Linked DNA regions of Sus scrofa: region 2 is linked to region 1. Evidence: chromatin contacts called from public Hi-C data. All regions are on one chromosome and are shown on one strand. Each heading gives the region's core, a stretch centred on a gene start, on an enhancer-like site or on the middle of the called end of the contact. The rest is flanking DNA. Distances are from core to core; before and after follow the strand shown. Region 1 holds the start of SIAH2 (E3 ubiquitin-protein ligase SIAH2). Region 2 holds the start of SELENOT (selenoprotein T).

Region 1 (5,045 bases), core at 1,519-4,018:
TCCAGCCTGGGAACTTCCATATGTGGCAGGTGCGGCCCTAAAAAGCAAAAAATAAAAAAAATAAAAATATTAGGGATAGCTGAATCAAATGCTCTTTTGTGAACTGTAATTCATCTAAAGGCATTTCTTCTCTTGGCCACTGAAGGTTCAGGGGAAAGTGAAGGGTGGAGAAGATGGCTCCCCAGAAACCCTGTGGGGCATCCCCCACCTCCTCACCCAGCCCCTACAATATAGTTCAAACCTCAAATTCAAACCTCTTATGTCACCTATCACCAAATCTTCTCATGATCACTAGGTTCCCACGTTTTCATGACCCTAAGAAAATTCTACAACTATTTTGTCTAAATTTCATGACAAACTACTACTAGACTGGGGAATTAGTAAGCATTACATGAGGAGTGGTTGAAAGCAGAATAATTTATTAAGGCTGATGAAAAACCCCAAACATGGATTCAGACCCTTATTTGAGTATGCTATTTTAAACTTGACTTGTGGCAGGGCACAGACCAAATTAAATCACTCATTTTACTGACTTAAGTCCCAGCCTTCAGTTCTCTAGTGGATTATTTTTAATTTAAAAATAAGCTCTTGTCCTATAAAAGTAAGCAGCACCAAGGAGAAACGCAATACAGCCTAAATGGCCCAAGAGGCAGAGTGCTCACTTTTACAAACAAACAAACAAACCCTCAAAAGTATTAACGACATTAAGTTTAGAAGAAGAACTTTATGGTCAACATTCTACATTATAATGAGGTAATATAGATAGGTATTTCTCTGAAATGGCTCCTGAAGATTTTTAAGTAACAAGACATTACCATATGACCACACAATGCTGTATTATACAGCCTCTAAAATACAGTGAGGTAGAGCTATGTTTCAGACATAGAAAAACACGATGATATGAAGTTAAGACAGCAAGTTGAAGAAGCCATTTTTGGAGAAACACTTATGTCTGTGTGTGCATATATAAACCTTCCCACACTGACATCTAGGGTTCTAGGGTTCTATATTCAGCTGCGGAGAGTATATTTATATATGGTTAGAAAAAGCCTATGAAGATGCACACTAAACCTGACACTGGTGGGAGAGGAGGTGAGAGGTCTTGGTCTTTCACTTGTTTTTTCTTGTCTTAGTAGTTGGCTTTTTCTTTTTTTTTTTCAAGAGCATGGATAACTTTTTAAACTGAATAAAAAATAAACCAATGTTCTTTAAAGAACTGTAACAGCTCCTGAATGCCCTTCCTGTTAAATTCCTGATCAACTCTTGTTTTCACCCCTTAGTAAAAAACAAAACAAAACACAAAACTCTGAAGGCTAGGAGAGGGAAAGGCATGGCTTAGAGGGTTTTCTTATTGTTGGAGGAAAACAGGCTATAGGTACCCTTTTTTTAGCCTCATTCCGGAGGGCTCCCACGTGTCAGGGGTGTGCAAAAGGCTCCCATGTGTCAGGGGTGCGCAAAACCATGCAGGAGGAATCTAGTACCACTCCTTCCAAGGCCAGTGCTGGTAAAGGGTGCGTTTAGTTTACCCTTTTCCCCTTCTTCAATCCCTCACAGATGGTCAGCTTCCCGATCCAAGTTTTACTTGAGCGGCCCAGCTCTACCAAGCACACCCAAGTACACGTCTGCAGAGTACGCAGGCTCCCGGTGGGAGAGCTGTGATGTGTTCGAACAGCGATCGCGTGCCAGTTAGGCTGGGGTCAGTGATCGGGCAGCTGTCACCCCAAAGCTACTCCCAAAGTGGACAGGTGGGCATGGGGGAGGGTGGACAAGGTGTAAACTTTTGTTGTTGTTGTTGTTAAAATAAGAGAGATGCCGCCTGCCTCCCAGCGCCTGCGAGTGGTTTGGAGGATAAGGGAGTTTCAGGTCGCCGGGAAAAGTGCGCAGCTGGCACCTGAGCTTACCTTGCAGGGAAACAGGACTGCCGAGGCCACCTTCTCCATAGCCAGGTTCCTGATGCTGGGCGTCAGGGCGCCCCTGCACGTCGGGCAGCAGCTCAACTTCTGGCGGCATTGGTTACACACCAGGTGCCCGGCCTGGCACTGCAGGATTGGGGGCAAGACATAGTCAAAGCAGACCGGGCACTCAAAGAGCGAGGTCAGCTCGTGGTGCTGCGGGGACACCGGGCCAGCCCCGCCGCCGCCTCCGGGGCCCGAGATCACCGCCGCCGCGGCGGGCACCGCGGACGAGCCGGGGCCCGCAGCCGAGATGGTGGCGGCGGCCGGGGGCGCAGCCGGGGACGGAGCGTGCTGGGGCTGCGGCGGCGGCTGCTTGTTGCAGGGTTTGTTAGCGCTGGGGCCGGTGGAGGACGGGCGGCTCATCGCGCTCTGAACCAACCATGGAACTGCGGGCGCCTGCCTGCCGCGGGGCCGCCGGGGTCAAGGCGGTGCGCGCCCCGCGGGCGGCGGGCTCCGGGGCAACGCCACCGCGCCCAGCCCAGGACCAAGCAGTGAAGACAGTCGGCGCCGGGCAGGCGGGGGACTGGACCACGCCGACGATCTCTGCGGCCCCGGGAGCTCCGAACTCCCCTCCGCACCCCCAGACTCCTCCTCCCCGCGGCGTCGTGGCCCCAAAGCCGAGCTGTACGCAGAACCTCGGCCCACCCGCTACCGGAGCAGCAGCTGACGCAAGCCCCGGGGGCGCGCGCGGACGTGACGCCTGGACACGTGTGAGGCCGCCCAGGCGCGCGGGGACTGGCGGAGCCACCCTGCGCTGGGGCGCCGGCTCCGCCCGACTCCAGCTGGCAGCGCCGGGGGCCGCCTAGCGCGGGCGCTTCCTGCCAGGGCTGCCGGCCCGGCCCGCGCCAGTGAGCATGCCCGACTCGCCGCCGCCGCCGCGCGGGATCTGCCTTTCCGGGTTGCGGAGGGGGCCGCCCTTCAGAAAGGCGTCGCTGAAGTCCTTTAGCCACACCCCGGGGAGACACGCTGACGCGTCCCGCGGGCGCAAACCAGAAGGGCAACTTTAGGCGGGGCTGGGGCTTGAGTGGTGGGCGGGGCGGGACGCGGGCGTCCTTGGACTGGTCGGAAAAAAACGAGAGGTTAGTTACGCTTTCCCGGGTTGAGTCAGCAGAGAGCTGAGAAGGCGTGCGGCGCCGCCAACCTGGCACTTAGGATGGAGCTCTGGGTCGAGACACGGAGCTTTAGGCATGGAGCAGGACGAGGGGCTTGGATCAGGTCTGCAGCGGCGCAGGATCTAGCGCTGGGCGCTTAAGGATGTGTTTGAACCACTTCTTGGTCCTGCTGCCTAAGGCGGGGAGGAGGTAAACTATTCCTGTTGTCATCTGACCTGCCGAAGCCTTCGTTGAATTCAAAGCATCTGACTTGCTGGCAGGCCCGGGAGGCAGTTCGTGGTCAGTGTTTGCTAAAAAGAGAGTTCGAGATTGCCAGATTCTAGGAGTGCCAGAAATGTGGCTTGGGTCTTGAAACACGCGACGACAGTGGGTGACCCCCTCCAATACAACACAGCCTCATCTTTGAGACCCGTCAGAAGTGCACAACTTTGATGCAAGATGTGGGTACTCGTTTTGCACGCCAAGCCGAAGCCTTAGAGAAGGGTGGTAGCCTGGAGGGAACCACGAGTTAATGTGTACTGAGTTAAATTGCTTTTCTGCTTACTTCGAGCCCCTGACCTTGGAACTGGGGGAAGGGGCTACGTAGCTGGGAATCAGGCGATTCCTTGCAGGAGAGACAGTGGTAAGGAACAACAGTCAGGCCTGGGTGAAGAGCGGTGTCCTCCGCTTACCATCTGTGTGACTTTGGACAAGTTCTTTATTTCTCTGCGTCTCAATTTCCTTATTTGAAAAAGTGGAATAAAAACAGTACCTCTCTAGGAGTCCCTGCAGTGGCACACTGGGTTAAGAATTCCACTGCAGTGGCTCCCGTGGCTGGGGAGGTGTATGTTTGGTCCCGGTGGGGCAGTGGGTTAAAGGATCCTGTATTGTCCTGCTGCATCCTAGGTCGCAGCTGCAGCTCGGACTCAGTCCCTGGCATAGCATAAAGGATGCAAGGGTGCAACGAAAAAAAAAAAAAATCACCTACAGCCACCGTAAACAAAAAAAACAAAACCCCAGTGCCTGTCTTATAGGTGGGGTGGTGAGGGTTAAATGAGTTTGACTTATGCCAAGAAACTGGCCCATCATAAGCACTGCTTAAACGTTAGCTGTTATTATTTAAAAATGTTATTAGTGAATTTTACCGTTAGTAAATATTAGTGAATAAAACTTGTCCAAGAAATACTCTATTAGAGCCCAGAAGAAAGTTTAATCTTATACAGGGTATCTAGAAAGCCTACGTGCTTGAATTGGTGGAATTAATCTAAATCATGAAAAAAATTAATAGATGTGATGTCATTCAATCATTCAGTAGATATTTCCCAAGCATTTATTATGTACCAACCACTGTTTGGGCTCTGAGAATGGTTCTCCTTCAGTCTCATTTCTAGTAAGGGAGCAATGCCAATAACCAAACACTTTTGGAAGATTTCAGAAGAACAGGTGCCATGGGGTGGGGATGAAGGCATTGTAGCAGCAGCTAAAGCAAGATGCACTGGGGCTTGGTTAGGGGGGCAGTGGGGATGGTGCATGGGAGTCTCAGTTGGCCTGATAAGACCTTTATCTCAGTGACAAGGAGTAACCCCTGTAGGTATTTGAAAAGTGCTGTGAGGTGGTGGCTGAATCTGGGTTTTTGGAAGGATGCTCCAGGGGAATACAAAATAATAATAACTGATATTTATTGAGTGCTCACTGTGTATGGGGCATGACTGGTTCAAAGGACTTCGCCCCAATCCTACTTGCTAGGTACTATTGTTATCTCCATTTTATAGTTGAAGAAAATGAGACTCAGGGAGATTAATTTGCTCAAGATCATACAGCTGATCATATTAGAAAAGCTCCAGAGCCCTCCTTCTTTTTTTTTTTTTTTTTTTTGTTGTTGTTGTTGTTGCTATTTCTTGGGCCACTCCCAGGCATATGGAGGTTCCCAGGCTAGGGGTTGAATCGGAGCTGTAGCCACCGGCCTACGCCAGAGCCACAGCAACGCGGGATCCGGGCC
Region 2 (4,832 bases), core at 2,285-4,784, 150 kb before region 1:
ATAATAATTCTTCACTGTTTTAGCTCAACCTGCTATAATCGAATGCCATAGACTGTGTGAGAGCTTTATTTCATGTAATTATGGGGCTGGAGAGTATAAGATCAAGGTGCTGACCAATTTGGTTCTTGATGAGGCCCTCTTCCTGGCTAGCAGATGGCTGCCATCTTGCTCTGTGTTCACATGACCCCTTATTTGTGTGCATATGTGGGTTTTAGCCTCATGTCCTAATCTAAACCTAATTATCTCCCAGATGCCCCATCTTCAAATACTATCACGTTGGAGGTTTGGGCACAGGAACTTGTATTAGGTAACACTTTCTCATGAAGTTTTTTTTTTTTTTTTTTTTGGCCACATCCTTGGAATGCAGAATTTCCCAGGTCAGGGATCGAAACTGAGCCACAGCAATAACTTGAGCCACAGCAGTGACAAGACTTAATCACTAGGCCATCAGGGAACTCCTTTTCTCATGATTTTAATACATTAACCTAAATCTGTTTCCTTCCTCCTGCTCTAAAAGTTCAATTCTCATTGATAGCAATATAATCACTCATTTGCTTTATCCTACTATCACTGAGAACTTGTTGTGGACCTGACCCTGCTGCAGGTCTACACTATTGTTTCCTGACTGCTTCTCCCTTGTTTCTGCATTCCCTTTCTCCCCTATTTGAATCTGCCCTTTGGAACTCAAGGAAAGCCAAGGAAGCTGAATGAAACGTATTTCCTACAAATTAGAAATGGGGGACACAAAAAGGTTTTTGTGACCAAGAGGGCCCCTCAGGGTCCTGCTTTGTTTTACCACATTACATGCAATAGTCTTAGAATGTGTTACTGAGTGGAACTTGGGCCCATGAGCCCCATGAGCAGCGAAGCCAGTCTACTTACTCTAGGTTGTGGTAAGAAAAGTTCAGTGTTTATTGCAGGGCACCAAGCAAGAAGAATAGGTAGGTAATACTCAAAAGACTTGAACTCCCTTATGGCTTTCAGGAAAGGGCATTTACTTTTATTTTTTTGTCCATACCCGCAGCATATGGAAGTTCCTGGGGCCAGGGATGGAACACTTGCCTCAGTAGAACCCGAGTTGCTGCAAAGACAATGAAGGATAACCTGCTGTGCCACAGTGGAAACTCCAGGGAAGGGCTTTTGAAGCCAGAATTGGGATGACAGTTGCAGGGTATGTGACCAGCTTGTGGACTTTCTTCTGGTTGATTGGTGGTCAGGATGATGTTTGGGGAAACTTAATCATCAACCTTCTGGTTCCAGCCAGTCTGGGGTCTATATCCTTATGGCCAGAATGTTGTCACCATCTTCTGCCTGGATGGGAGGGGACTTAGTTTCTGCAGAACAACAGAGAGTGAGGCATAGGATTATTAAATATTCCTTCAGGAGTCCTCTAACTCTGTTGCTATTACTTTTTTCACTTGACTGATTTCTTTGTTTCTGCATTACCTCACTTCTTTAGTTAGTAATTGCTTGAGTCTGCTCTTTGGAACTTCAGCCTAGGAGACTAAAGTCTTTTTTCCACAAACAAGAAATAGAGGACACAGATGGGCTTTTGTACATGGGAGGGGCACTAAATGGTTTTGCTCAGTTTCAATCTGCACTTTGATACTCCTCAACCCTTAGGGGAACAGAGAGGCAGGACAAGAAACAATAAAGCTTTAGTTAGAAAGTTTAATCATACTCATTAGGAGAACTCAGTTTTTTAGGGGGACTCAGTTTCAAATAATAATACAAACAAAATAGTCTCACTATCAGTGTGATTACTAAAAACATTTGTAGGCTTTGGTTTTGCAGTTCTTTTTCTCCTAAAATATGATTTCTTTTTAGTCACTTAAAGTTTGAGCTGAAATCAACTATTATGAAGTGGGGTTTTTTTTTGTTTGTTTGTCTTTTTTTCCATTTCTTGGGCTGCTCCGGTGGCATATGAAGGTTCCCAGGCTAGGGGTCCAATTGGAGCCAGAGCCACAGCAACTCAGGATCCGAGCGGCGTCTGTGACCTACACCACAGCTCACGGTAATGCTGGATCTTTAACCCACTGAGCAAGGCAAGGGATCGAACCCACAACCTCATGGTTCCTAGTCGGATTCGTTAACCACTGAGCCACAATGCGAACTCCCTATTATGAAGTGTTTTGACTTTATATCCTTAAATTAGGAAACAATTTTTTTCTTTTTTTTTGGCTGTGCCTGTAGCATATGTAAGTTCCCAGGCCAAGGATAAAACCCAGTAGCCCAAGCCCCTGCAGGGATAAAACCAATCCTTAACTCACTGTGCCACAAGAGAACTCCTAGGAACTAGAAAACTTTTTTTTTTTTTCTTTTTAGGGCCGCACTCACAGCATATGGAGGTTCCCAGGCTAGGGGTTGAATCAGAGCTGCAGCTGCAAGTCTACGCTGCAGCCACAGCAAGCCAGATCCAAGCTGGATCTGAGACCTACACCACAGCTCCCCACAATGCCAGATCCTTAACCCACTAAGCAAGGCCAGGGATTGAATCAGCCTCCTCATGGATACTAGTTGGTTCTTAACCTGCTGAGCTGCAATAGGAACTCCTAGGAAACAATTTTTGTTCATGTGCTTACATTCAAGTTATTGGCTATTAGGAACTATAGGAATATGCATTTATTGAGAACTTACTGTTTCTTGAACTCATAACTGATGTATTTTATAACTGTAATACCTGGGCTAAATGATCCAGAATGACTGACATTTATTAATTTTGAGACTTAATTTTGGTCCCGATTTGAACAAATGAACAATAAAAAAATAAACATTAAGACAGGAAATTTAAACAGTGAATATTTTGGTACTAAGTAATAATTTTTTTAAGGTGGTATTGTATTGTGGTCAAGAATACCACCAAAAGAATATCTTTTAGAGATACATGCTTTTAAAAATCTATAGATGAGGTAATATGTCTGATATTTTCTTCTCTGGTGGAGAAGTGGTTAGAGCTATACAGAAGTAAGATACCCAAATGCCAGTAATTGTTAAAGGTCGTTGACAAGTTAAGGTAATTATTTTCTTGTATTTGAAGATTTCCAAAGGTCTTCAAAAAAAATTCTTCTAGGCGAGAGCAATATTGCAAGTTTAAACAAAAGGCTGCAGCACGCAACCAAAGAGTGAAACATTATGTATCTTAAGGCGTAGGCTTTCTCTTGTATCTCCCACACGTGAATCAAAGCTGTTAAACAGCTGTCCCTAAGTGCCTCAAGGGAGATAAATGTCCGAATTACATGAAAGTGTATGTGGAACTCAGGTGTAGTCAGGAGGTATAATTAATAGGCTACGTTGACGTCCCACCAGCTGTTTAGGTCCCTCCCTAATCATCTCACTCTATCCCAGAGCCTCTGCAAACATCCAAGATGGTGGGTCAGGACCGTGAAACAGGTCAGCTCTCCCTCCCAGAGCGTGCGCGGGCGCCGGAACACGCAGGCGCATTCCTGCTTCCCTACCCGACCTTGGCGGATCGCGCCTGCGCGGTGGGGAGCAGCTCGCGGCTCCGGCTCGGCCTTGGGCTGGCTGCAGTCTTAGTGTGAGGGCGGCTGGAGTGGCTGGCACGTTTATGATGAGGCTTCTGCTACTTTTCCTGGTGGCGGCGTCGGCGGTGGTCCGGAGCGATGCCTCGGCCAACATGGGAGGCGTGCCTGGCAAGAGATTAAAGATGCAGTACGCCACGGGGCCGCTGCTCAAATTCCAGATATGGTGAGTATATGTGCCGGGCCCCAGCCGCGCCGGTGTTCCTCTGCCCGGCGCCTTTCACTACTCGAGGCCCCTGCTTCACGGCCCAGAGGACTTAACCGTCCCTGGTCCGGAAGAACGGCGCCAGCAGCCTTCCGCTGCTTGCCCTCTCCCGAGCTCTTCTCGGAAATGGCCAGGCCGCCCTCCTTGCCTCCAAGCACAACCGCTCACTTCTCTTTTGCTTTATACAGTGGGAGGAGTGGGGAAAGAGGACACAAGAAGGTTAAATGCTGAAAGGCGCAGACGCGGGGACGCTTGGAGCACCGGGCGGCGGCGTCACGCCATGGCTACCCGGCTTTCTGCGGTGGTGGGCATGAGTCGGCGCAGTGTCGGCGCAGGAGCTTCCAGCGTTTGTCACTTGGTTCACTTTTCTCCTAGCCTTTCGCGGGTTTTGCCAGGTGGCGTCGCTGCCCCGTTTGGTGAAGGTTAACTCAGGTCGTTGGGGGGGACCTGCTAGCGACAAACGCCTTTTTCTCCAGGATCTGCCGGGGTGACTGTCGGGTGAGGGAATAGGGATTCTGACAGCTAATAGGCATGGATGGGTCCGGGAGGCTCGTTCTCAGTTTGCAGTTTCCAAAATGTCTTTGCAAAGGAGCACCTCGCTCTTCTGACTACCGCTCGCTCCCAGACAACTGGGTCTTCTCCCCCATTCCTCTTACTCGCACCTCCAGGGAGTTCCCTGCTCTGGCATCTCTTTCTACCTTTCAAATCTCTTGGACATTCAGAAAATTAGAGGAAACAACCCTTTTCACCCCCAACCCGGCGGTTTTCGACGGTGTTCTGTAAGTGGTTTTGTTGTTACCTAGTTAAGTATTGGAAGCAGAGCAGTAATGCACATGCTAAGGTAAGTGGTGTTGGAGAAGGTTTGAAAGGCTCAGATTAAAAATAAAAACCAAAATTGTAAAATTGTGGAAATTAGAACCTGTATCTCAAAAGATGACTTTATTTCAGTATAGGATGGTCAGATTAGAGGCCATAAAGCATTTAAAATCATCTTTTTTCAAACTTCATATTTTAATGTAACGGTACTAAAGTTTAGATTTTCTACTTACCCAACTAGTTTTTTGCTTAATCTTTGGAGTCTAAGCAAA

The links. A called contact is a pair of places that touch in the nucleus more often than the background predicts.
Region 2: a contact with region 1 is called in a Hi-C map of skeletal muscle, with 4 times the contacts expected there. The contact joins the promoter of SELENOT here to the promoter of SIAH2 in region 1. A contact is called at or near these places in 5 of 47 Hi-C or Micro-C datasets (fetal skeletal muscle, heart right ventricle, liver and 1 more) and 2 of 2 datasets of contacts at active chromatin or transcription factors (alveolar macrophages and skeletal muscle).

Annotation. Positions count from the first base shown.
Region 1 is chr13:90,968,770-90,973,814 of Sscrofa11.1, forward strand. SIAH2 (E3 ubiquitin-protein ligase SIAH2) reads right to left here and starts at 2,769. Exons shown (of 2, transcript XM_003358611.4): 1 at 1,902-2,769. The coding sequence starts at 2,318.
Region 2 is chr13:90,814,875-90,819,706 of Sscrofa11.1, forward strand. It overlaps SELENOT (selenoprotein T), which reads left to right and starts at 3,535. Exons shown (of 5, transcript NM_001163408.1): 1 at 3,535-3,705. The coding sequence starts at 3,569. It also overlaps the pseudogene LOC102163661.